2 separate regions of the Zea mays genome follow, and region 1 is linked to region 2. The links are chromatin contacts, called in public Hi-C maps. All regions are on one chromosome and are shown on one strand. Each heading gives the region's core, a stretch centred on a gene start, on an enhancer-like site or on the middle of the called end of the contact. The rest is flanking DNA. Distances are from core to core; before and after follow the strand shown.

What was found. A called contact is a pair of places that touch in the nucleus more often than the background predicts.
Region 1: a Hi-C map of leaf shows a contact between it and region 2, with 9 times the contacts expected there. The contact joins the promoter of LOC103646897 here to the promoter of LOC100192852 in region 2. A contact is called at or near these places in 4 of 25 Hi-C or Micro-C datasets (ear, leaf and root tip).

What each region holds. Positions count from the first base shown.
Region 1 is chr2:118,083,267-118,088,626 of Zm-B73-REFERENCE-NAM-5.0, reverse strand. LOC103646897 (probable LRR receptor-like serine/threonine-protein kinase At1g06840) reads right to left here and starts at 3,476. Exons shown (of 20, transcript XM_008671521.2): 1 at 2,624-3,476; 2 at 1,725-1,895; 3 at 1,337-1,487; 4 at 691-762; 5 at 495-566. The coding sequence starts at 1,836.
Region 2 is chr2:117,644,503-117,650,021 of Zm-B73-REFERENCE-NAM-5.0, reverse strand. LOC100192852 reads left to right here and starts at 1,710. Exons shown (of 8, transcript NM_001138042.1): 1 at 1,710-2,172; 2 at 2,313-2,425; 3 at 2,613-2,681; 4 at 2,964-3,079; 5 at 3,244-3,298; 6 at 3,513-3,633; 7 at 4,407-4,454; 8 at 4,575-4,997. The coding sequence starts at 2,324. The coding sequence ends at 4,684.

The sequences.
Region 1 (5,360 bases), core at 2,227-4,726, 440 kb before region 2:
AGGATAGACACCCGGAGTCAAACTCGGGGCTCACCAATTTGTCAATACCTCCCTGAGAAATTGGTTTCAGCATGTTTCCTGGCCAGACAGGGTTTAGTACACCTCAACCTTCAATTAAAAAAATGGCATGGGAAGTATCTCCTCTCCCAGTGATCAAGTTAAAAAAACTTACAGCCATGACATGCCCCATGTGCAACCAAAACATCAAACAATGTTTTTTTTGAACTTTAAATACAGCAGGGGAGATCCCCACGGTAAGGATTTTATTAACAAATGAAAAGAACACCACTGCACAAAGAGGGAGAGGGGAAAATAGGAGCCAGGGAGCTACAAGTCTACAACTAAGAGAACTGCACAAGCTGTACAAGCAGAAACAAGACCAACAAAGTTAAGCTAGGACAGTAAGAAGGGAGAAGAAACTAGGTTTTTTAGAGGAGCCGGTCAGACAATGTTGTTGACCAAATTTCTAAGACGTGCTGCAGATTTCGACTTACATTAACTCCAGAGAAGTGATATTTCCGACCTCCTTAGGTATGGTCCCGCCAATCGAATTCCACATAAAATCCCTTCAAAAGAAATAAATACTCAGCATCTTTGTGCATGTACGATTAAATAAGTGGGCAGTTCAAATGACAAGCTAAACTTAGCTCAGCAATCAATCAATTGCCAGCTGAAATTAAATCCACTCACATAATTTTCATTTGAGAAAGCTGACCAAGCTCAGGAGCCAAAATTCCAGATAGATTCAAACTTAGGAGCTGTCTGCAATCAAATTTGTGTTATACACGTAAATGCTTTAATAGCTATGGAATTAACTGGCGGGTGGGGTGGGGTGGGCTTTTTTGCGGTTGTAAATTATTCTCTTCTTTATTGAAATGACATGTTGCTCTCCTATGCTTTTGAGAGGAAACTGGTGGATGGAAGATGTGGTCAAGTGAAACAAGTGCACAGAATCACAGTAATTACATCTGATTGTAAAAATAGCTAACTTCAGTCATAACAGAATAGTATTAACACATTATGTTCCAAACAAAATATTGTCTATTTTCCAACAATGCAAATCAGGAAGAGTATAATGAATGCTCCAACATATTTCTGCTTTGGAGAGAGAATGTGTGATAGCAGTTAATAGGTAATCAATTTTTATCTTCCCAAAAATGTTGGAAAAAAGATCCAGGTGCAAACTTTTGGCCTACTAAGGCAGTAAACAAATTTATAACAAAACTAAGTTCAGGTTTAGTCACTCATCACCAAAAGTAACTCATAACCAAATGTTAAGGTGTAGTGTGGAATATAACAAGCACTTGATTGACAAAGAGATCGCTTATGCTCATACAATTCTTTTACATGGAAGTATCCATCACTGCCTGTTGCATTGTAACAGATAACATGGGACCAATTTCCCATGCATGGATCTCCTCGGTTCCAGCTGCTAAGATTTCCGTGTGGATCTATCAAGCTGCCCCTAATAGCCTTGAGGGCATCAACTGCAGAGCAGATGAATTAGTTTGAGAATAATGTTGCAAAGAAAAAATTGAAGGCATGAAAAACAATTGTGATAATATAAGTAGTACTGCTGAATTGTATACACCTCTCCACCAAAGTAAGGGGCTAAGGGCCATGTTTACAAGGTAAAAGTGAAATGGGCACAAATGACGATTATGCAGAGATCAAGTCGAGTAATGGGTATGCATGCAAAGTGCAGTGAATAAGAAGGATTTTACCTTCCCATGGTGCAGTGATCTGTGCAGCGGTCGGTTGCAAAAGGGTAAAAAATAACGTGAGGATAATGGAGCACAGGCAGAGCACTTGTGGCTGTAACATATTTTGCCCCATTTGTCCAGAATATATAGATTTCACACTTGCAGGATCCCTCTGATAGCAGAATCCATTCCCTGTTAGGGAGCAGTGAAGTAGGTGTTAGTTGTACAAAACCAAGATACATAAAGGGCACCAAGATACATAAAGGGCACCAAAATAAACCAAGATACATAAAGGGCAACAAAACCAAGATACATAAAGCGGCTGGCAAATTTATGAGAAGTATTCATCAAAAAGGGAAAAAATCTTTGTTAGTTGGAAATTCTTTGTGCAGTTGTCAGCTTATATTATATGAAACTTAAAAGAGTAAGTTTTGTATTATAACAGCATCAATCGGTAGGCGCTTGGTGACCATTAGCGCCAATATACACAAGAACTGGAAGTAAAAAAACAAATAAACAGTAGGATGATAAGGGCCTAAAACATGGCATTAGAAAGTTTTGGAACACAGACACAGTACAAGGTGGAGAAAGAAATTCCTTTGCTGCTCCAATTCACAGGCAATGAAATGTTGCTGCTACATCCCTAACAAACAATTGTAGGCACGGCACCGTAGCTGAGTATGCGCTCATCAAAGGATTAAAGCATGGCATGGCATGGCATGGCATGATATTTCTTCAACTGAAGACGAAGAAAAAAACTTGCAGATTGCAGCTAAGCAAAGTACTCCTTCCGTTTCTTTTTAGTTTGTCGCTGGATAATTTAATTATTATCCAACGACAACTAAAACGAAACGGAGGGAGTAATCGAGAGCAACTTCGTAGTATTAGTATGGGAAGAAAAAGAAGAAAGCTGAACTCACCAGCACCAGGTACAGGTAGCAAATCAAGCAGCAGAGAGGACGCCAAGCAGAGGGATGGATTGAGCCGAATAGGGCGCTGACAGTGGAGTTGCCGGATGAAGGGGACGAAGCAATAAAGAAACGCGCCAGTGCCAGCGGTCGAGTAGCAGAGCAGGTAGCTACGGCGAGCTTACGCTGGCGACTAGGATAATATTGAAATGGCAACGGAGGGTGTGTGAAATGTGAAAGGGACGATCCATCGTCCACCTCTGAGAGTGATAGGGACACCGGGAACAAGCAAGTAAAGTAGGGGCGCCCGTGTTGAGGTTGAGGGACACCGAGCAGCATTGACCCTTTCCTTCCCTCCACCTCTTTGCGACCATTTCTTCTTTCACCCTCCCTTCCTCTGCTGCTTCTCCGGGAAGGTGGAGGAAGACAGGAAGTAGTACATGGAGTCCCAAAATACCAATCCGCCACCCAACCATCCCGCATTGACCGCTACCAGAAACATTAAATGAACGAACGCGAGGCTGACACTGCCCAATCATCCAGCCGCAGCGATTGGACGGGGGTTGGTGCTGATTGCTGAAATGAAACAGACTTGATTTGTTGCTCTGCTCGCCTTCCCCACTTCTCTCGCTCTCCACCCGTCGTCTGTCTCCTCTTCCCCTTTTCTGACATCAACCCGACGAATTTTCTCCCTTTGAATAGACCAATCCGCGGGGAGGAAATATCGAAAAAAATCAAGGAAGAAGATGTCAATCCTGGACAAGAGCCCCTCGAAAGTCATTTTACCCCCGCCGTCACCGCCTACCTCACGACGACGCTGTTCCCTCCCTTCACAGGGAGAAAAAAATACGGCAGCTTTTCACACGCTGCATTCTTCTCGCTTCAGAGCCGACCCTAAATATGGGGCCACCCGGTCCGACACAGGCTGAGGCCTTGTTCGTTTGTGTCGGATTGGTGGATCGGAACAATTCCCGACCGGATTGTTTCTCTAATTTATATAACCTTTGATTAGCCGGAACGATTTCGGGTGCAATCCGACGCAAACGAACAAGCCCTAAGCAAGTCCGGACACAATTGGATTTTGGGTTAGCTCTGTCCATAATTAACACGGCTTGAGGTTTTTGAGGTGTTGAATTGGTCCATGTACTTAGCCTTCAGGGCATGACATGTTATTGGTTATACCCCCATCTTTCATTCTTTCATCGTTATCAGCAATAGGTCCACTCTATGTGTCAGTAGGTGACACGGTTATACTCAAGACCATCCTTGTTGCTCTCGATGACATCCAAAATATTCTCGCGTTTGATTAGGAATGGAGAAGAATGAAGTGACTCCATTTCTATTTTTTGGATGTTTGATTTTCAACAAAATATCAGTAGAGCGGCTCCTAAAGTCTGCATATAAAAATTTACCAAAAATAGTGGAATGCTCTCGCTCCAATAAAATAACTGGATGCGAGCGCTCCTCCGCTCTCCTCCCCTCTACACTCAGGGCTGGTTTAGCAGCCTAATTCCTCGTCGGGTTCCCAGCGTTTTCCTGTGTCAGCAGCTCACGCGCTAAACTCCCACGGGCCACAGTTTTATCTTGTTTGGAAGCCTGCTCTGCGGGGATAGTGGCCCACCCCGAGCCCAACTTCCACGTGGAAAATCATCCAGCCTTCACACGTCGGGCGACGATCCCCGTCTCTTCGTCTCACCTCGTCTCATCAGGGTCGCCGGTCGGACGCCACCCCTCCGCTGGTCGCCGCCACCGCTCCACCGGTCGTCGCGCACCCCTCCGCCGGAGATTTTATCGGGTAAATCCACCGATCGCTGTGCACCCTTCTTGGTCATGCTAAGATTGTTTTTCTCCACTCTCGCTTCTTGGACGGTCATGGACGGTCGCCTCCTCTCAACCCTGTCCACCAGTGGCAGCCATACGCCGAGGCCATGGACGGTTGTCTCCTCTCAACCCATGGGAGGGAGGAAGCATATGCTAGAGCATGCCCAGTCGGTAGCAGTGGAAGAGCAAGTTCTCTTTCTAGCTAGGGTTTGTTGATGTCCTTGTTACGCTCGCCGCACTGCATTAGTGGCAGCAGAAGGAGTTGGTGTTGGTCTTGTCGAGATACTTTAGATCTTGATTAGTTGTTGTTTAGACATGTATCCATCAACCTCGTTCATCAGTTTATTGGGCAACGACTCACAATCTGTCACTACCTCTCTCATCAGTCTATGAAAATGTGATGGCTACTAGATCGAATGGCGAAGACAAGAATTAATTGAAGAGGAATTAAATTACGGTATTTCTGTCCACAGCTTTAATTCTATGGACCTCATTCTAGTGGATGAGTTTTTTAGAATTTAAAGGGTTTAGAGCCTGTTTGGTTTGTGGCTAAATGTGCCACACTTTGCCTAAGGTTAGTCGTCTAAATTGAATAACTAGGGCGTGTTTGGTACATGGCCTAAGCCGCCGCCACCAGCCACACTTTTCCCGCCACAGTTGTGGCGGCCGATTTGGCCGCCCCAACTTAGGCGTGGCGTGGCGCCACACGCCACAAACCAAACATGCCCCTAACCTTATACAGAAAAGTTAGGCAAAGTGGCAACTTAGGTAGCGAATCAAACATGTCTTTAGTCTGAAATCGATGTTCACGTGATTGAATGGAGTAGTAAACCAATTCTTGTATTTCACGGATTTCTGTTTTTGTTTTAGTTGTTCTCAAATTTTTGCTACCATACTGTTGGGTGCCTCTCAATTAGCTAATTATGTC
Region 2 (5,519 bases), core at 461-2,960:
CTATTTAATTGTCAATGGATTATTTATTGTTCATGATAAGATTGTTTTGGTTAATTGGAACATGGAGCGACCACCCGAGGAAACAGTGCTACCACAAGAGTGGAATAGGATGTCCTTGACTGATTAATTAGGAAAGCTAGTGTGAGTTAATTATTTCCCAAAAGGGGCAAGTGGGGTGTGGGAAGCTGCCGGTATAGGGAGGTTCTCAGGTCGATCTGTCTACGATAGCTTTTCAGACGAGAGATTCCTATATCGTCCCTTTTTGCTTGAATCCGTAGTGGGTTCTCTTGTGCTAGTGAAACTTTGGAAAGGCCCTGTAGTGCTACCCTGCCTCGTCTCCTCGTTATAGATGAACGAGAGTCGAGACCCCTTGGCAAAATGGGTAACATGGCTTGTGGGTAAAGATGGACAATATATGAGAGTGTAAAACAATTATATCAGCCGTGCTCATGATCATAAGCGACTCGGACTCTCACATGAGTAGTTTATGTAATTAAATTTAACCAGTCATATATTGTGTTGCATTGTGGGATTTATTCATCATTGTGATCAATTATTTAATTTGGTTGATATACACTTATACTTAATAATTGCTAATAAAATTTTGACCAACTTATTAAAAGCAACACTCAACCTTAACCATTTTCCTTGGTAAGCCTTACACTACACATGAGACCCCACCGTAAGTGAGCTCATACAAATTATATCCCACACTTACTGAGCGATGACCATATGAGAGCTCACACTTGCTATAATCACATCAGTCAAGAATAGGTACTGCAAGATGAGAAGCATGAAGGATGCTACGATAAATTTGGAGAGGTCTAGGCTATCGTCTCTCAGTCAACTATAGTTGTGAAGGATCGTTGTCGTCATATGATGTATTTATTTAGCTATTTTTGTACATAACTCGTATTATATAATAAATATGTGACATTGATTTTTGTATCATGAATTATTATACACGTGAGATTTGATCCTAACATATATTTAAGACGCATCCGAGTTTACCCTTAAATCACAATTTTCTCTACAGCTTTAAAGCCCTATGGCTACGATAAAAGAGAACGGTTCGAAGAATATGAATGAGATTCCACCATCCAACTATCTTCTGTTAAATCTACTATTTTGAGATTTCACAATACTCCCTCTATCCTGCAACATACACCAGAGCTTTTCACTGGGATAACCACAGTTTTCAAGTGGGCCCGAGTCCGAGGCAAAGTTGGAAGAAGTGCACAATGTATTTTTGTCTGTAAAATATTTGTAGACAAATTTATCACCCTAAACTTATAACCTAGTATGATTTGTGTGTATTGGCGTTGTGTTATATTAGTAAAACCATTAATAAAACTACTTAAGATTAAAAAAATCACAAAAGTTAAGAGATTTAAAGAAAACCGGTTTGTAATTCATGAAGGAAAATCGAATGTAACAATAGTGGAGGAAATTAAATTGGATGTTCTAATAATAATAATAATAATAATAATAATAATAATAATAATAATAGTAATAATAATAATAATAGTAATAATAATAATAATAGTAATAATAATAATAATAATCTTTAAAGAGGATTCAGTAGAACGTTGGCTATGAAGCCCATGGCGAGCATAGATGGTTGCATTGAGCTGGGCCTTGTGATTCTAATGTTGTTGCAAAAACGAAAGGGTGTGGGTGGATGGTTGGGCGGCATGCGCGGTGGGGGAGGGGAAGAGAAAGCGAGAGGGAGAGAAATAGCAGGCCGCCTTGAGCTGGCATAGGACGCGACGGCCGACGGTCTCGGTCTCGCAGGGGCAGGGCTGGGCGGTCGACGGAGGCCAATTCTCCAACTTCCTCCCTCCGTCGATCATCCAGCACCAGCAGGAGAATCCCGTCGAATCCCCCTCTCAACCAAGGGCGCGCGCGCGTGCGTATGCCTCCTCCAGATCCAAAGCAACAGACAGCGAGGGGGCACCGGGGTCCGCCGCATGTTTGCGATTTATGGAGGATCATGCTTTCTTGCTTACTACATTAGCTCCTGACGCGCCGCCCTCCCCTCGCGTTCATTGATTTCTGTTATAATTACTACCGAGCTACTATCTCCACATTATTATTGGTAAAGAAAGAAAGGGCGCCTCCTCTAATTTGATGGGCATTCCGTTTCCTTCTCAACTTCAACGCCAACAACAGGTAGGGCGGAGCACCATTCTTTTTCTTTTGTACATTTGTTATCGACTCTATAATCGTTCTTCAACAAGGTTGCATAGAGAAAAGGTCCATTTCATGTTGAGGAATATTGAATCGAGAATTTTATAATGACCTCATTGCAGTTGATGCTACTATGGTTGGAAATCGGGCATGGTTCGGAGGGCTTTTCAGCGGCTCAGGCAAAAGGCGACAAGTCAGTGCAGAGAAGATAGTGCTTGATCTAACCCCTGTACAGGTACAGATGCACTGCCATCGTTATCATGATGTGTTTATTAGGCATAGTACATGCATGATTCTGTGTCGTCTCTTGTTTTTAGGGAAACAATAAATGAAATAGAATAAGCACAATGGCATGGACCATGCAAGCTTAATTGCGTTTCTTCCTACGCCTGAAATAACCCTGGTCTTAAATATTCATTCAGGAACAGAGACTGCAAAGTCTGAAGGAAAGGCTAAATGTACCTTACGACGAAACTCGGACGGATCATCAAGTGAGGAAACTCTCGACTCAATTAGCTTCACGACGAGGAGTACTTTATCATCAATACGGATTTCAATCCGTGTGTCCCTATGATGTAGATAGAGGCTTCAAACTTACTCTAGAGTAATCTAGAAACAAAATTGGTATTCTGCAACACTTAGCACAATGTAGATAGAGACTTCAAAATGCAACTAGCTTTGCTCTTTGTTTTGCTTAGTTAGTTATACCCTCATATTGACTTTGAGCCGATGTTGACTTGTGAAATTTATAATATTGTGTGCTTTGGATTTAGGATTCGCTTAGGGCTCTATGGAATGCCTCCTTTCCCGATACAGAGCTCACTAGCTTAGTTTCGGAACAGTGGAAAGACATGGGGTGGCAGGGCGTCAACCCAGCAACTGATTTCAGGTTAATCCGAGTTTTTTTGTTGCCTCTCTATGCACTATTTTAGGTTGTCGAAAATATGCTTCACACTTCCTTTCCTTTTAGAGGCCTGCAACCAGCTGCTGGTCCTGCATTTCCCTGACAGATGAAGAGTACGTCTTAACAATATCGTGTTACTTTGATTCCAGGGGCTGTGGATTTGTTTCGCTTGAGAACCTTTTGTTTTTTGCAAGAACGTATCCGGTAGGTCCTTTTTTCCCCTTTAATTTAATGATTAATATACACATATTTGTGCCAGAAACTAAGAGGTGGGTGGGTGGGTGGGTGGGATCTGGATTCATGGATCCTGCAGTATAATAATAAAAAACGAATGGAGTCCTCCTTACTAATTAAGTGAGCAAAGTGTCCATGCATATAGATCTGATGGTTGCTGGTGGCTGATCCACCAATTAAGCAGGCTTCTTTCAAGAGACTGATGCTGAAGCAGCAAGGAATGCGAACTACGTGGGAGTACCCCTTTGCGGTCGCAGGTGTAAACATCTCATACATGCTGATTCAACTGTTGGAGCTCAACTCAGGTATGCATGTCAACCATTCCAGAAGGACCAAAAGGATTTTTTTTTTTGTGTGGCTGGGCATGGCATCTGATCTCTACATGTGAAACTGTCCAGTTGCCTAGAATTAATAAGAATTCACATGTATCATCAGATTTGTTTTGGTCAAAAGCACTAATAAAAGCAGTAATCAGAGTACGTAGCCCACCATGCATGTGCATCGCGTTCGTACGAGTCAAACGGCCCCCGCATCATCATTGTGCAGGCACATTGCAAGTATAGTATCAGGTTTTGTTTCCTTTCTCAAGACGTGGAATCTTTGGATTTTGATCACGACTGTTGGACGATGAGCATGCATTATATTATAATAGGCACATGGTGGACACAGCTGGTGGCCTGGTGCTGATAACTGCTAACCGATCATCTCGTCCCCTTGCATGTATGCCTGCCTTGTGCTGCCCTGCCACCCATGATTGCCCAGCCTGATCATACATACCAGCAACAGCAAGCACACAGAACAAGCCAGTTCGCGCCAGAACCGTCATGTGGTTTCAAACAGAAAAGAAAGAAAGAAAGAAAGAAAGGGTTATGTTTATTTCATTTTGTTTTGTATGGTTGTGCATGTACTATCTCTTTGAAAGCAACATCTGAACGAATGATTGCTGGTTCCATTAACTGAGCTGTGCTGGTCTAATTTGCTTATTGGTTCAGATGATGATGTGCGATACCTGAAAGAAAGGAAGATGTTGCTGACTGTGCTCAAACAGTTTTCCTTTTTGCCTTTTCTTGTGTTTCAGTGCGCCCGAAGTCTTTGCCAGGGATTAACTTCATCAAAGTGTTGACAGGTAGGTAGGACAGAGAGTGGTTTGTAACTTGTCCATCCATTACCTGATTGAGAGTTTAATATATATATATATATATATATATATATTTATTTATTTATTTATTTATTTTACTATGGGCAGAACACGAGGATGCATTCGACGTGCTGTACTGCATAGCGTTCGAGATGATGGACGCCCAGTGGCTAGCAATGCGAGCCTCGTACATGCAGTTCAAAGTAATAAGCGGGTGATGCTTGTCCTTTTTTTTGTTTGTTTGAGTTAATTGATGATGAATCATTAGCTAGGATGCATGTGCAGGAGGTGCTGGAGGCCACAAGGCAGCAGCTCGAGAGGGAGCTCTCCCTGGAGGATCTCAATAGCATCCATGACCTCCCTGCCTGCAACCTTTTGTACAAATAGTACTAATGGTAGTTAGATTACTGTGATACAGTCAAAAGGAAATTTGTATGATGATCAGGTTGCATGTAACCAGAATCATCAATCAGCCTGTAAAAAGAGAATATGTGAAAATTGTATTAAGCTGAACTGACTACTGTTGAGGTCAAAAGGTTGTGTTTTGTCATGTGAAGGAGGCGCTTTTTGACTGGATCCGCGCGGGAGCATACATAGGACAACTGCTAGCTTCCGATCCAATGCAATGAATGATCACTACGCAGACCCTTTTGAGGCTGGTGGATTGTGTAGATTTAATATGCAAAAAAGATAAGAGACAATATTGTGTACGTCTGGTGATGCATGTGCTTGCTTTGTTCCCTTGTTCCAGATCCTCAATAGATGATGATGATTATTATTATTATCATTATTAGTAGTAGAAAAAAACAAAAGGCATTGTTTGGAGAGAGATAGAAAAGGAAAAAAAAGGAAGAGCAGTGGAAAAGGAGCATTTTTTTCTTTTAGGTGATGTGCTCGTGCAGTAACAGCGACCGGAGGAGCAGCTCTGTCAATCCCTGAAGAAGAAAGCATGAAGAGAATCAACCTTTCCTTAGTTTCCTGTTACTACATCTATGATGTGATGTGATGAAGCATGACGGAGACAGCTGCCCTGCCCAGGCCCCGATCAGCTCA